4 separate regions of the Mus musculus genome follow, and regions 1, 3 and 4 are each linked to region 2. Evidence: chromatin contacts called from public Hi-C, HiChIP or PLAC-seq and promoter capture Hi-C data. All regions are on one chromosome and are shown on one strand. Each heading gives the region's core, a stretch centred on a gene start, on an enhancer-like site or on the middle of the called end of the contact. The rest is flanking DNA. Distances are from core to core; before and after follow the strand shown.

The links. Promoter capture Hi-C pulls out the DNA fragments that hold promoters and counts their contacts. A called contact is a pair of places that touch in the nucleus more often than the background predicts. HiChIP or PLAC-seq counts read pairs in DNA pulled down with a chosen protein or histone mark.
Region 1: a contact with region 2 is called in a Hi-C map of B cells, with 7 read pairs. The contact joins the promoter of Creb1 here to the promoter of Ino80dos in region 2. A contact is called at or near these places in 4 of 39 promoter capture datasets (the HPC-7 cell line, hematopoietic stem and progenitor cells, liver and 1 more), 3 of 484 Hi-C or Micro-C datasets (B cells, CD8 T cells and muscle stem cells), 6 of 115 datasets of contacts at active chromatin or transcription factors (acute myeloid leukemia, astrocytes, extraembryonic endoderm stem cells and 3 more) and 1 of 9 other capture datasets (adipose tissue).
Region 3: an H3K27ac HiChIP or PLAC-seq map of thymic regulatory T cells shows a contact between it and region 2, with 11 times the contacts expected there. The contact joins the enhancer-like site here to the promoter of Ino80dos in region 2. A contact is called at or near these places in 8 of 39 promoter capture datasets (the 3T3-L1 cell line, cranial neural crest, frontonasal cranial neural crest and 4 more), 2 of 484 Hi-C or Micro-C datasets (CD4 T cells and regulatory T cells), 7 of 115 datasets of contacts at active chromatin or transcription factors (astrocytes, embryonic forebrain, embryonic midbrain and 4 more) and 3 of 9 other capture datasets (adipose tissue, embryonic stem cells and liver).
Region 4: a promoter capture Hi-C map of cranial neural crest shows a contact between it and region 2. The contact joins the promoter of Mettl21a here to the promoter of Ino80dos in region 2. A contact is called at or near these places in 3 of 39 promoter capture datasets (cranial neural crest and liver) and 2 of 115 datasets of contacts at active chromatin or transcription factors (astrocytes and pancreatic cancer cells).

Annotation. Positions count from the first base shown.
Region 1 is chr1:64,530,928-64,534,089 of GRCm38.p6, forward strand. Creb1 (cAMP responsive element binding protein 1) reads left to right here and starts at 1,877. Exons shown (of 9, transcript NM_009952.2): 1 at 1,877-2,093.
Region 2 is chr1:63,112,640-63,115,772 of GRCm38.p6, forward strand. Ino80dos (INO80 complex subunit D, opposite strand) reads left to right here and starts at 1,832. Exons shown (of 4, transcript NR_045915.1): 1 at 1,832-1,905. It overlaps Ino80d (INO80 complex subunit D), which reads right to left and starts at 1,628. Exons shown (of 12, transcript NM_001114609.1): 1 at 1,572-1,628.
Region 3 is chr1:61,134,486-61,137,481 of GRCm38.p6, forward strand. No RefSeq gene overlaps it. Among named protein-coding and RNA genes, the nearest start is that of Icos, 160 kb to the left of the region's middle. Within about 2 kb of position 1,651, at least 32 of the 459 cell types and tissues checked have an H3K27ac peak or open chromatin away from gene starts, as enhancers often do. A contact at or near this core is called in regulatory T cells and thymic regulatory T cells, where this site is marked.
Region 4 is chr1:64,616,237-64,619,155 of GRCm38.p6, forward strand. Mettl21a (methyltransferase like 21A) reads right to left here and starts at 1,528. Exons shown (of 3, transcript NM_025964.4): 1 at 37-1,528. The coding sequence starts at 183.

The DNA of each region.
Region 1 (3,162 bases), core at 627-3,126, 1.4 Mb after region 2:
TGACTGGCAAATAGACTGGAGTGAGGCAGGGGCAGTTTTAGAGGATGTGGGTAGTGGCCACTGCAGGACTCCAGGCAAGAGACGAAGGCAGCTTAAAAGACTGGTGGAGAAGGCATGGGGACACAGCTCATACACCCAAGTTTTCAGGAAGCAGGCAATCCAGGGGAGCCTAATTGGTATCAGAAGTGGACTCGGTTCCCAATGTATCTGAATGATGTCCTGACCCTTTACTGAGCTAAGAACCGTGGGAGGAAGGGATATGAGAACTCGAGGTGAGTAAGACTACACACTGAGCATCTAGCCAAACGGACCCGGAGCAGAGGCTGCTGGGAAGAGGAATTCAGAGTCCCAGGGTGAGACCTAACTAAGACTGGAGTGTCTGAGAGAAGGCATTTGAAGCCAGTAGAAGAGGATGAGACCACCTAGGGCAAGAGATTACAGTAGGATTGTGGAGGATCCGGGCTCAGATGACTCCTGCACAGGAGTTAGATAAAGGAGAATCTAGTTGTTGAGGAGTAGGGTTAAAAGGAAAACTGGCAAGTGAAGAGGGGAGAGAGTGTTTGGAAGAGTCAAACAGCATCAAATGCTAGGATGGTCTTGAAAATGCAAGATGCAAAACTACATAGACAGGAAGACTGTGACAATTCAGAGCCACTGCAAATGGAGAGAGACAGTAAAAGACAGGTGGAACTCGGAAAGGAGCTTAAGGAGGAAGTTTCTATATTTTATTTATTGCCCACACATACTACTGTGATGTAAGTGCTGAGGTCAAAGGACAACTTATGGGAGCTGGTTCTCTCCTTCTACCACGTGGGTTCTCGAAATTGACCTTAGATTATCTGGCTTGGTGGCAAGGGCCTTTATTCATCTCACCAATGCCACAAGAGTCTTCTTAAAGAGAGGAAGAGACGTTAGCATGCTAAAAGTTCTGGTTAGAAACAAAAGAAAATTAAGCTACTCTTCAGTATAATGTCCTTGGGAAAGCGGGAACGGCTAGGACACACGGAATGAAGGCAAGCTCAGTGTTATAAAACGTCAACAAGGGCTGGCGTCCAGCAGGAACAAAACTATAGGAAGAGGGCTGAACGGCACAACAACAAAAGGTGAAGAACTGGCGGTTAGGGGCAACTCAGAGAGCAGTTGCGGTAGCTTTGAGGCTACGGAAGTCACACTGTCAAGTTCTGGGGTGCAAACGGTGGAAGCCACGCCGCAGCAGCGTGCCACCGCTGCAGAAAGGGCTGAGAAAAGTCAGCACAGGATGTCGCGGGCAGGTAGGGTGGGGATCTGTTTCAAGTGTTGAGAGCAGCATGGCTGATCATTTCTCCAGCCTCAGAGGGAGGACGGTACCCAGTACCTAGGGGCTCTGGCTGGCCGCAAAGCGGAGCTGAATCCCCACATGCCACCTGTGCCATAGCTTTCTTCCCAGCAAAGAACCAGCTCCGGCCCGGCAGACTCCCCTGGCCGGTAGCCGGCGTCTCCAACCTTCCAGCGCCGTCCGCGCGGCTCTGGGCCCTCGCGGCGCGTCAAAGTTCCCGGGCGGTCTGCTTCCGCCGCAGGATCAGACCGCGCGGGGGTTTCCAGCAAGTCCCCGCCACCCCGGGAATCCCCACACCACCCCAAATCTGGCTACACACAAACCCCGCTTCCTCCAAATCTCCTCAGCTGGCGTCCGAAGCCTCCACCCGCCACAGTGAGGCTCGGATCGTGCCTCCAGAGCGGGTCTCAAACCGCCTACACCAGCTTCCCCGGTCAACCCCTTCGCAGCGCCGGGAAGTAGCCGAAGGCCTTCGGCAGGTTCCGCCAGTAGCGCGGGGGCGGGGCCTGTCGAGCGGCTCCGGGTCGAGCTCGGCTGTTTCCGTGAGTGGCCGCTGCGCACTCGGCACTGGGCGGCGCTGGCTGGCTCCCTGGCTGCGGCTCCTCAGTCGGCGGCGGCTGCTGCTGCCTGTGGCCCGGGCGGCTGGGAGAAGCGGAGTGTTGGTGAGTGACGCGGCGGAGGTGTAGTTTGACGCGGTGTGTTACGTGGGGGAGAGAATAAAACTCCAGCGAGATCCGGGCCGCGAACGAAAGCAGTGACGGAGGAGCTTGTACCACCGGTAAGAGGAGCAGGAGGAGGAGGCAGGAGCCGGAGAGAGCCGGGGGGACAGAGGGGGGCCGGGGAGGCGCCGGACACCCGCGCTCGGGGCCTTCCCCTCGCAGGAGGGGCCGCGGTAAAGATGGAGCCTCCGCCCGAGCCCCACAACACCGCCGCCGCTCGCAGCGAACAAAGAATAATGGCGGCGGACTGGAGCCAGCGGCGGCCGGGCGGCAGCGACTCTGCCTGCAGCCAGCGGCGGCGCTCATGGCGGGGGGCGGCCGGGCCGGGGCGGGGTGCGAGCGAGCGGGCGGCCGGCCGCGGCAAGCTGGCGCCCGCGTTCCCGCCGCCGGGCCGGGCCGGGCCCGGCCGTGCCGGGCGCGGAGCCGGAGCCGGCGCGGAGCGGAGCCGCCCCGGGGGAGGCCGCCCGCCGCCGCCCCCCGTTCCTCGCCGCCGCCGCCCGCCTGCTCGCACGCTCGCTCGCCCCGGCTGTGCCGGGCTGGCCGCCCGGGCCGCCGCCTGGGTGCCCGTGGGGGGTGGAGGAGGAGGAAGAAGAAGGAGACAGTTGAGGGCAGAGGAGGTGAAGGTGCTGCCGCCTTCGCGGCGGTGCCCGCTCGGCGAGCCGCAACGTCCGACCTGCTTTCCTCTACAGCGCTCTTTGTGCAATAAAGTTCGAAACCCAAGGTTTTCTCTGGTGCTGTATTTTATTCTTGCCCCTCTCCCCGGCTCCCACGCGGTCGGAGAAAATGCTGTTTTCTGCCCTAGGCTGTTTTAAGGGTTTGGGGTTTTTTGTTTTTGTTTTGTTTGGTTTGTTTTTGTTTTTTGTTTTTTTTTTACTATTTCCCTCACCCCTCGGCTTTGAAGATGAAGAACGAATCAGTAGTCCTGGGAATGCATTCTTTTGGGAAGGAAAGAGGTGCTAAGAAAACATACATGTAATAACTTTTTGCAGAAACTGTTGGGATCTTGTAAAAGGGAAGCTGGTGCTTGAAAACAGTTTCGGTTTTAACCCTTTCCACTAAGATAATGATCACTTGAGGTCAATCATTCTGAAACCCTTAGAAATTATCGAAGGGGAAATTAGTATTAGC
Region 2 (3,133 bases), core at 582-3,081:
AAAAGAAGAGAAAAAAAGTTCCAGAGCTGATGGCACCAAAACAGAACCAAAAAAAAAAAAAAAAAAAAAAATCTAGTTCTTTGACAGGGTAGGCCAAAGCCAAACTCTAATGTTCGGTTCACAGGGCTCCTCCACAGACAACACCACCCCCAAACTGGAGCAATGAGAACTTTACGCTTCCATAAACCCCCGTGGTTTCTATTCTAGAGTGACACCTAAGGACATCACCTAAACCGAAATAGGCTCAGAACAAATCGGGCATTGCTCCTTGCGCTGCAGGTAGACCTTACTTCCCCAGGCGCCCAGCCCTCCAGGTCCTTCCTCCCAGTTTTGAATGCTCTGTCTGTCAGCCGAGGTCTCCCCCATGGCTTCAGCGTCTGAGTCGGTTCTAACCGGACAAGTGACCAACTAAGAGGGGTAAAGTCCTACCACGGAGGGCAGGGGACTGCTCCAGAAGCCTGCCTGGTCCTGCCCCTCTCCCTGACAGTTTGCTCTCTGCTCTCTTCTTAACTACCTTCCTGCCGGAGCTGTCCAGAGAGGGAGACTGAGGACCCAAAGGAGTCCGGGAGAGAAGGTGGGGGTAGTAATAAAGACACAAGTAGCACCCCCACAGCTCCTTGGTGGGGTGCTGGGTTTTTTAAAAAGGGGGGAGGAGGGGAGGCCGATGGACCCTGACTTTGCAATAGAAACAGCACCTGAATCTACCTCCTCCCTTCCCCACCCCCGAAAGCCCAGTCACTAACTAATAAAGCTAAGAAAAACCCCTTGAAAACTTTTCCAAACCGGAAGAGACGGCTTCTCCCCGGGCCCTGGAGCTCTTGGGGAATGGGCTGGAGTTGGCAGCCCCGTCGGGGATCGCGGGGAGCGGGGTGGGGCGCGGCGCGGGCGAGGGGTGCAGGGGCGGAGTACCTTGAACGGACAGGAACTGGCAAAGAGTTTCGAGCCAGCCGAGTGCTCGCCCCCCGAAGCCCTCGGGGGTCCCGGGCGCTAGGACCGGGGCTCCCCGGAGAGAAGGCGGCCTCCAATTCGGGCCTAAAAGGAAACTTTCCGGGCCGCGGCTGCACCTGACTCCTCGCCGCCCCTCCACCCCACGCCCGCCAGGCCGCCCGCCCCGCCCCGGCCAGGCCGCCCAGAGCGCCGTGGAGCGGGGGGGATAAACAAACCCAACAGTTACCGGAATCCGGGGGGCCCCGTCTGCGCGATGCCCGGGGACGGGGTGCTGCCGCACGGTCCCCACTCCGAGGCCCCGTCGCCCCGGTCCCCGCCGCCCAGCCCTCCGTCCCGCGGGAGAGCTTGGGGCCGGCGCAGGATGCAGCCCGCCCGCCCGCCCCGAGGCCCCGGGGGACCCCAGGGGCGCGGGAGGCCTGTGGCGCGGGGGCAGGGCGCGGCCGCCGCGGGGCCCGAGGCCTAGGGCGCCCCCCCTTCCGCAGCACTCCTGGGGCCCGGCCCGCGCAGGCCGCGCCGCTCGCCGCGCTCAGGCCGCCGCCGGAACCCCCGCCGACGCTGCCCGCGGGCGTCCCCGAGGCCCCCGGTGCCCCATCCCCCGCCACCCCAGCGCCGGCCCCACTCACCCTTTCATTCTCCGCCCGCGGCCTGGCGTGGGCCGGCGAATCCCCGGCCTCACGTAAGCGCGCTCGCCGCCCGCCCTGCCTACGCGGCCCAGCCCGCCGCCCTACGGGAGCCCGGGGATGTGGGCCGGGCCTGGGGCCGCCTCTGCTTACCTTTCAGCTGCTTTTTTTTTTTTTTTTTTTTTTAATTTTTTTTTCCTCCTTCCTCCCCCTCAACCCCCCCTCCCTCGCCTAGGCTGACAGATCAGAGAGGCGCTGGCAGTGGACTTAGGGAGCTCGGCTGCTACTGCTCCCTCCCTGGGCTTCGGCAAGAGTCTTTCCCTGTCTAACACGAGGGGTGAGGATCATATTTTTATTTTGGAAACTAAAAAGTGCTCCCAGGGTCGGTGATCATTAAGGGGAAATCCCTGAATATACTCTCCAGCCAAGAAGGCAGGGCTGCCCGCCTGCACTAGAAGAGGCAGCAGCCTCCTACAGCACCACTACAGGCACCGCGAGGACATAACACCACAGAGCAGTTCCTCTGCCCTCCGAAACGACAACTTTCCTACCATCTTGGAGGCAGAGGAGAGAGGGGCCAAGGGGAGAAGTGCACCGGCTCCAGCCAGATAAAGTCCAAATTTCTACCTCTCATCGCTGGAAAAAAGCCCATACTTGAGAAAAAGCAGGGAAGAAACAGAAAGGAGGTCGTGTGCTCCGTGGTGGGGAATGTTTCTGCACCTTCTGATGGAAAGAAATCTTTACAAGACACAGGTTTTACGATATTATTGTTTTCCATGTTAACTTTTTCCATAAGGGTGACAGTGGCAGCTTACTTTTTTTTTTCTATTTTTTTTTCTTTTTTTCAGGCTAATAATGATTTTTCTCTATGGCAGGTCCAAGTTCTGTATCTGGTGGCCAGTCTGTAAATTGGCACTTGAGAGACTTAGAGGTCACGGTATTGTCTTTATTTAATGCTCGTTTATGTTGTATGTATTCGTACTTATGGTTTCATGTATTAGAGGTAAGATTTTGTGGTTTTGGTATCTGAGGAACTGAGGCTGCTGAGAGTCAATTGTAAAGAGATGGCTTTTGTCTTCTCTCAGAGCAATGTAAGTAAAACCTATTGACTGCCCAGAAAGGCATAATACAGCTGTTTATTTTTCACGGTGCAAATAGAAGTAGTGTGTATTTAAACTCTCAGGACAGCTGAGCAAGCCAGTTCATCTATCAGCCCAAGAAGAAAGATGACTCCTATAAACCTAGCAACAGATTGAAAGATGCCTTGGATTTTCTTCAAGTAAAATTATTTATTAAGAATTATATCTAGAATTCCATTTCTGTTATTTTCTTTTAGTTTGCATAGATTGATGAATGTCTAGGCCTTTGGTACATTGCATACTTTGCTGCCTGCTTCTTGGAACACAGAATTGAGGGGTAGGCTTCTCTTCCCTAGTGTTGGAATGTTCAGAACTTCCGGTGTAGTGTCAGCCTGTTGAGCGACTTTGTACATTGCAAAGATGTAATAGGTTTACTTTTTTTAAGTGATTTTTTGTTTTATGTACATTGGTGTTTTGCCTGCGTGT
Region 3 (2,996 bases), core at 401-2,900, 2.0 Mb before region 2:
ATAAGATATATGGCTTTAGTGTTTTAGGTTTAGAAACTACTCTAAGAAGCCATTTGTGGTCTCTGGCAATGGTTTTATTTGAGAAGAGGACTTCCTTGCTAGTAACATATATATATTAAAGTAAAAATAGAAAACAACAAATCCATTTAAATTACAACCTTCAGAGGTTAAGAACACTGAAAGATTCTGTTACTCAGCTGATATACGTTTGGAAATTTTTCTCATTTTGAAAGTCATGTGGGGTCACTTACCCTCAAAATCATAGAACAGGGGATCCACAAAGTCCTGTGAATTGACTTAGGGCACCTGGCCATGGGACGGGCCCTGGCAACACCAGAGATGGAGATTGCTCCAGCGATTCAGATCATTAAAAGAACACTGCCAGGGCTAAAGCAATGGCTTAGATGTTACAGAGCAATTCCCAGCACCCACATGGCAGCTACAGCTGTCTATAGCTCCAGTTCCAGGGGATCCAACACCCTCACACAGACACACATTGAGGCAAAACACCAGTGCACATAGAAAAAAATGATAAAAAAGAACACTCCCTGGTCCAAGAATTATCTCTTTTATCCCACCCTGAGCTTTCAGTGGGATACAAGCAAGATCTTGTTTCCTCTCACTGGTGAACAGACCCGATGAACAGTTTGGCCCTGCATGGGTTTCTCCAGTCTTTACACACTGAGGACCGAGAGTGCTTACTCCATGTGGAAACTGAGGAGCCATATGAGAACAAACACTATTTGCCATCATTGGCTGGTTAAGGGAGAGGAAATCTGGAAAAGCTGTTGTTACCATGATAAAGATGAAGTGATAAATCGTAGAATCTCTGGGGAAAACGGAGATAGGTCAGTGTTGAAAATGACATTTTTGGTCAACGGTGGACCACATAGGTGAAGAGACTCCATACAATGGTAGTGAAATGGAAGAAATTCCCATCTCCCATTGATGTCAGATCACGTGACTGAAGAGATGCTGGTGGAAACAAAGCTACCACCCACCACAGCACCAATCAGAAAATGCAGCAATGCAGCGTGATGAGCTAACCACTCTGTTAGCTTCTGCATCTACTATATGATGCTGTTACTCATTTAGACCCTCATTTTCAGGGTTCCTGTAAAGCAGTGCGGCCTATTATGCTGTGAGCAGCTGCATGCTCACATCTCACAGTTACTGTATCTCAAATTAAAGAAAAAAGTTTTGCTGTGTGTATTAACTGCATGTGGTACTGTGTTACGTAAGGACATTTTCATACAAGCATATATTGCTTGTTATGCAAATTCTCCCTCCTCCCCCTTCTCCTTGCTTCCTCCCCCTCCTGTCAGTCTCTTTTGTTCTTTGAGACAGTTTCATTTTTGCTTTCAGTGCAGATACATGTGCAGGCTTTAATGTATCTATGTTATAATCTACAAGCCACAAGTGAGAGAAAACATGGTATTTGTCTTTCTGGAACCGTCTTAATTTGCTTACTATTGTTATCTCTTGTTGCAAATGAGATAACTCCATTCTTTTTTTTATGGCTGGAAAAAAATCCATATTGTCTGTGGACCACATTTTCTTTCCCACTCTTTTGCTGCTGGACCCCATGGTTGGTTCTGTGACTGCCCTAGTTCACCTAGTGCTAGTGCTAGCATGGCTGGGCTAAGTATCTCTGTGATGATCGACGTAGAGACTTTGGGTAAACACTCAGAAGTGGTGTGGCTGAGTCATGTGCTTGATTTAGCTTTAGTTTTTTGAGGACCCCCTATTCTGATTTCCATAGTGACTGGATTAGTTTACATTCCTACTAGCCCAGTATCTGAGTTCCCTTTAGTCCACAAAAGGACTAGGGGTAAGGGTTAGCTTACTGCAGCTCTCCTTCAAATCAATACGTCAACGTGAATGACTGACTCACACCTCCTAGGTTTGTGTAAATACACTAAGTGCTGTTCACACAATGACAAAATTGCCTAGCAACCAATTTCTTAGAATACAGCCCTGTTCCTAAATAACGCATGACTATAACTGTGAGGTCTCTTGAAAAGTGTTCCATGAACATTAACTATAATAAGATTAGCGTATACATTAAATTAAAATTTACTCTCTCCTTTAAATGTCCCATGAAGCTCAATTTTCATTGAACATATGTGCATTTTCTTTTCTGGCTGAATCCTGGTGTATTATTTAGACAAGGCCCTGCTCTTGGGAACATATCAGGGCCAAACAGCAGACACAGGAATCTGTTGTTTAAGCAGGAAATCTATAGAAAATGAAAATTAGTTACTTAAATGAAGTTGAGTGTTATTTTAATATCTGAAATTAATCAATTAATCATCATGGTTATTAACATATCTTCTTCATTTGATAAAGAAACAAACAGAAACTCAAAGACTATAGGGCTCCTGACAAACTCTCACAGATTGTCTTACAAATTGGAGAATGGCTGAAGAATGTGCCTTTCTGTCCCATCCAGACCCTGTCCTCTACATGGGTTCTGGAGATCCGATTCAAGTCCTCAACCTTGCAAGCAAGCACCTGCTGACTGAGCCATCTTCCCACCTTGCCCTTGTCCCTTTTAAATGCCTTCCGCATCTCTACCACCACCACCAGACCTGATCCCACACTTCACACCCTGTGTAAATATTTTCTAACATAGTGGGAGTTTAGCTGGTGAGGATTTATTGACATGTTTATGTAGTGTAGTAGTGCAAAGAAACATTTGATGAATGTAGTGGTTTGTTTATTTGTTCAATGGCCAACACCCTCCCCTCAAAAACCAACAAAGGTAAAACAAACTCCAAAAATCAGAGCCTTGAAGTACACAGTAGGTCTTTTATAGTTCCATTTCAGGAAACATCACTAAAATATTATGTTATTTTTTTTCACAGTCATTAGCTAAAGGAGGCTCTACTACGCATACCGAAACCATCAGTAGAGTGGTGTGTGTGTGTGTGTGTGTGTGTGTGTGTGTGTGTGTGTGTGGTGGCTCATAGCAAAAACTGATGGGGAAAAGCTTA
Region 4 (2,919 bases), core at 278-2,777, 1.5 Mb after region 2:
GTGGATGTTTTCAAAGGCCCTGCAGTGCTGACTTACCGCATCCCACACCACTGCAGCAACTCCCAGTTGCCTCCAGTCCTGACGGATCTGGATGGTGTGGTTCGCAAAAGAGAAGGTGGCGAGAGGCTTATGGAATTTCTGGAGCCCTATTGCCGCGCTCTCCTCATAGGGTACCAGGGCCATTTCTTCTGTCTATCTCTGCTGAGACCTGTCATGCAAAAAGAATCCTGAGTGTCACCAGAGTCAGAAGTTGAGTGCTGTATCTTACTTAAGTAACTTGGAAAAGCTGTTGACGTTATTACAAGTTCAAACTAAGAAATAGACTGAGGTGCATCCAATTTCTTCAACAGCTTTTCCTCCGAGACTTGAGGGAAGTGAAAATTGGCTCTGAATTGGTGTCAACTAATAACTCTGAGGAGGAAACGCCTAGAAATCTCTAACTACTGTGGCACCCTACAGGCTCCTGTTACTACTTGGGCATTACATAAAGAACGGTACACGAAGTGACAGTGACGGCCCTGGGCACCTGATCTGTCTGGACCCAGCTCCCACATTTTTGTTTGTTTGGTCCGCCAACCTACATCCTCATGTTCAGCTAGGACAAAGGAGCCAAATGCGTACTTCTGCTAAATCCTAAGGGTTCGCCCTGCCTTTTGACCCTAGAAGGCTCCCTACGGCAGAGTGGATGGAGTCACCCTGGGGGCTGGAGCGGACAATACTGGCGGACAACCCGCGGGACAAAAAGCACGTCCCGCACGACACCCGGGGGCCACAGATGCGCTTCCCTCGCGCCCACGAAAGAGTCCCGGGAACCCAGCATGGTGGGAGCAGGGCTCTGCAGAGACTCCTTTCGGACCCTCGGGTGGAGGCTTGGCGCCCACACAGCCCGCTGGCCACCCTGCAGTGCCTCCACGTAGATACTCACGGTTCCGGGAGGGTACCCGAGCCGCGCAAGCGCACAGCCTTGCCCAGTCGCTGTGCGGAGCTCCTCCTTAAAAGGCTGGATTGGCAGAAGGCGGTGGAAGCTGGTTCCGGGAAGAGAGACGCGGGTTTCCGGTCCCCTTCCCCGGTACCGCCGCTTTCCCCTGGCCCGTGCTGTGTAGTTCCTGTGAGGCCCTACGGTTTTGGGGCGCCAGGGAGGGCGAGTGCACAGGGGCGTGGGGTGCCTTGCATGGGAGAAAGGCCGACCTTAAAGTGGACAGTTAGTCGGCGACGTTGGCGCCCAAGGATGCGTAGCGAAGTAGAGAACTAAACGTAGTCACCGCGTTTGGTGGCAGTGAAGTGGGAGAGAACACTACCGAGCATCCCTAACCACGGCGCGGCTGGGGAGTGGGCGTGCGACGCCCAGGCCGGGTTTTGAGCCCGACCACATGCGCTCGGGCGCTCGCGTCGCTCCACGCCGCCACTCTGCTGGCCGAAATGGACGCCTTTCTAAATCCTGGCCGGCAGCCTCGGCTGCAAACTCCATCCCCGGACCTGGCCACCCAAGGGTCTCCGCGTGCCGGACCCTGCCGAGCCGCGACCGCCCTCGCCTCTCCCGGCCGGCAGGGGGCGCGCCTGACCTCCACATTCCAGCACCAGCTGCGGGAGACTGGGGACAAGTGGCCTGCAGTAAACTGGGGACCAGTAAGAGCCCTTTCCTCAAGTTACTGAGTTTCCTGTTTGGGTCTTTTCTTCCTCCGTTTTTTCTCTTAGTAAGTTTTCTCCTTACTTGCTCCATGGCTTTGTGCTATCTCGGCTTCTCAGCTTCCCCTTTTCCTTTTCTTATTAAAGCTCACGTTTTTGCGCTAGAGAGAGCTAATCCGATTTCATCAGTGAATACGCACAAGTGAAAAGACCACACCACGTTGATATGTAGTTACTAGAAGAAGAAATACCTTTCTTCCGTGTGTTTTCTGTTTTATTTCTTTCTTTTGGGGACCTAAACTAGGCACAGGAAAGTGTAGACTTTGGGTCAGAAAAACATTCAAAAATGTAAATGGGTTGACCTCCCCAGATTCCTGGGATCTAGCTAACCATTCTGTCTCCCTATTCTCCATCTTTCCACTGAAAATGTATACACACACAGGGGAGGATTGCATACATATGTATATGACTTTAAAACTTCCCCCAAGCTCTCCAGCACACTGCCAACAAGAGCATTTGCAACATTACATTTACTTACCGTGTTCCTTTTGCCCCTCCTAGCTCCCAGAGTTGTAATTATTGCCGACTTGCTTAGAAAGGGCACACATCCGCTTAGGAAAATCAACATCTATAGCAGTGTAGACATTAAAGAGAGCACAAACAGAAACCACTGGTGAGCCTCTAAATATCTGAGAAGAAAGACTTGTTTAATCCTTGGGGGAGAGAGTAATGAGCATTTGATAGAGTACATATTTAAGTGCTCAGCCTGCTATATGGCTGTCTTTAATATGCCCAGGGATTTTCCTATCCTTAGTTCATACTTGACCATACAAATTGTTCTTACCATCAGAACGTGGGTGAAAGAGCCCCTCGCAGCTGGGTAGTTGCTCCTTTCTCACTATCCCAGGGCTTTGGTTTGGTTTAGTTTAAAACAGGATCTCTCTTCTCTACATAGCCTTGTCTGCCCAGGAACTCACTATATATGTACCAGGTTGGCTTCAAACTCAGATGCACCTGCCCCAGACTGGCAAGTGCTGAGATTACAGGTTGTGTGTCACCATGCCTAGCCAAGGCTTGTGTCTTAACATCCAGGCTCTCTTTAGCACCAGGTCCCCGGTTGGAGCTTCACAACTGAAACAGGAGTGAGAAAGAAACCTTTGTAATCGTGGAGAACAGAGCGTGCTGCAGCATTGCTTAGGTGGTACCACAACGGGGGGTGCTAACAACTTGGGAGACTTCCAATGTGAGTGAGGTAGAGGGGCTGGAGAAATGACTTAGTGGTTGAGAGCGCCT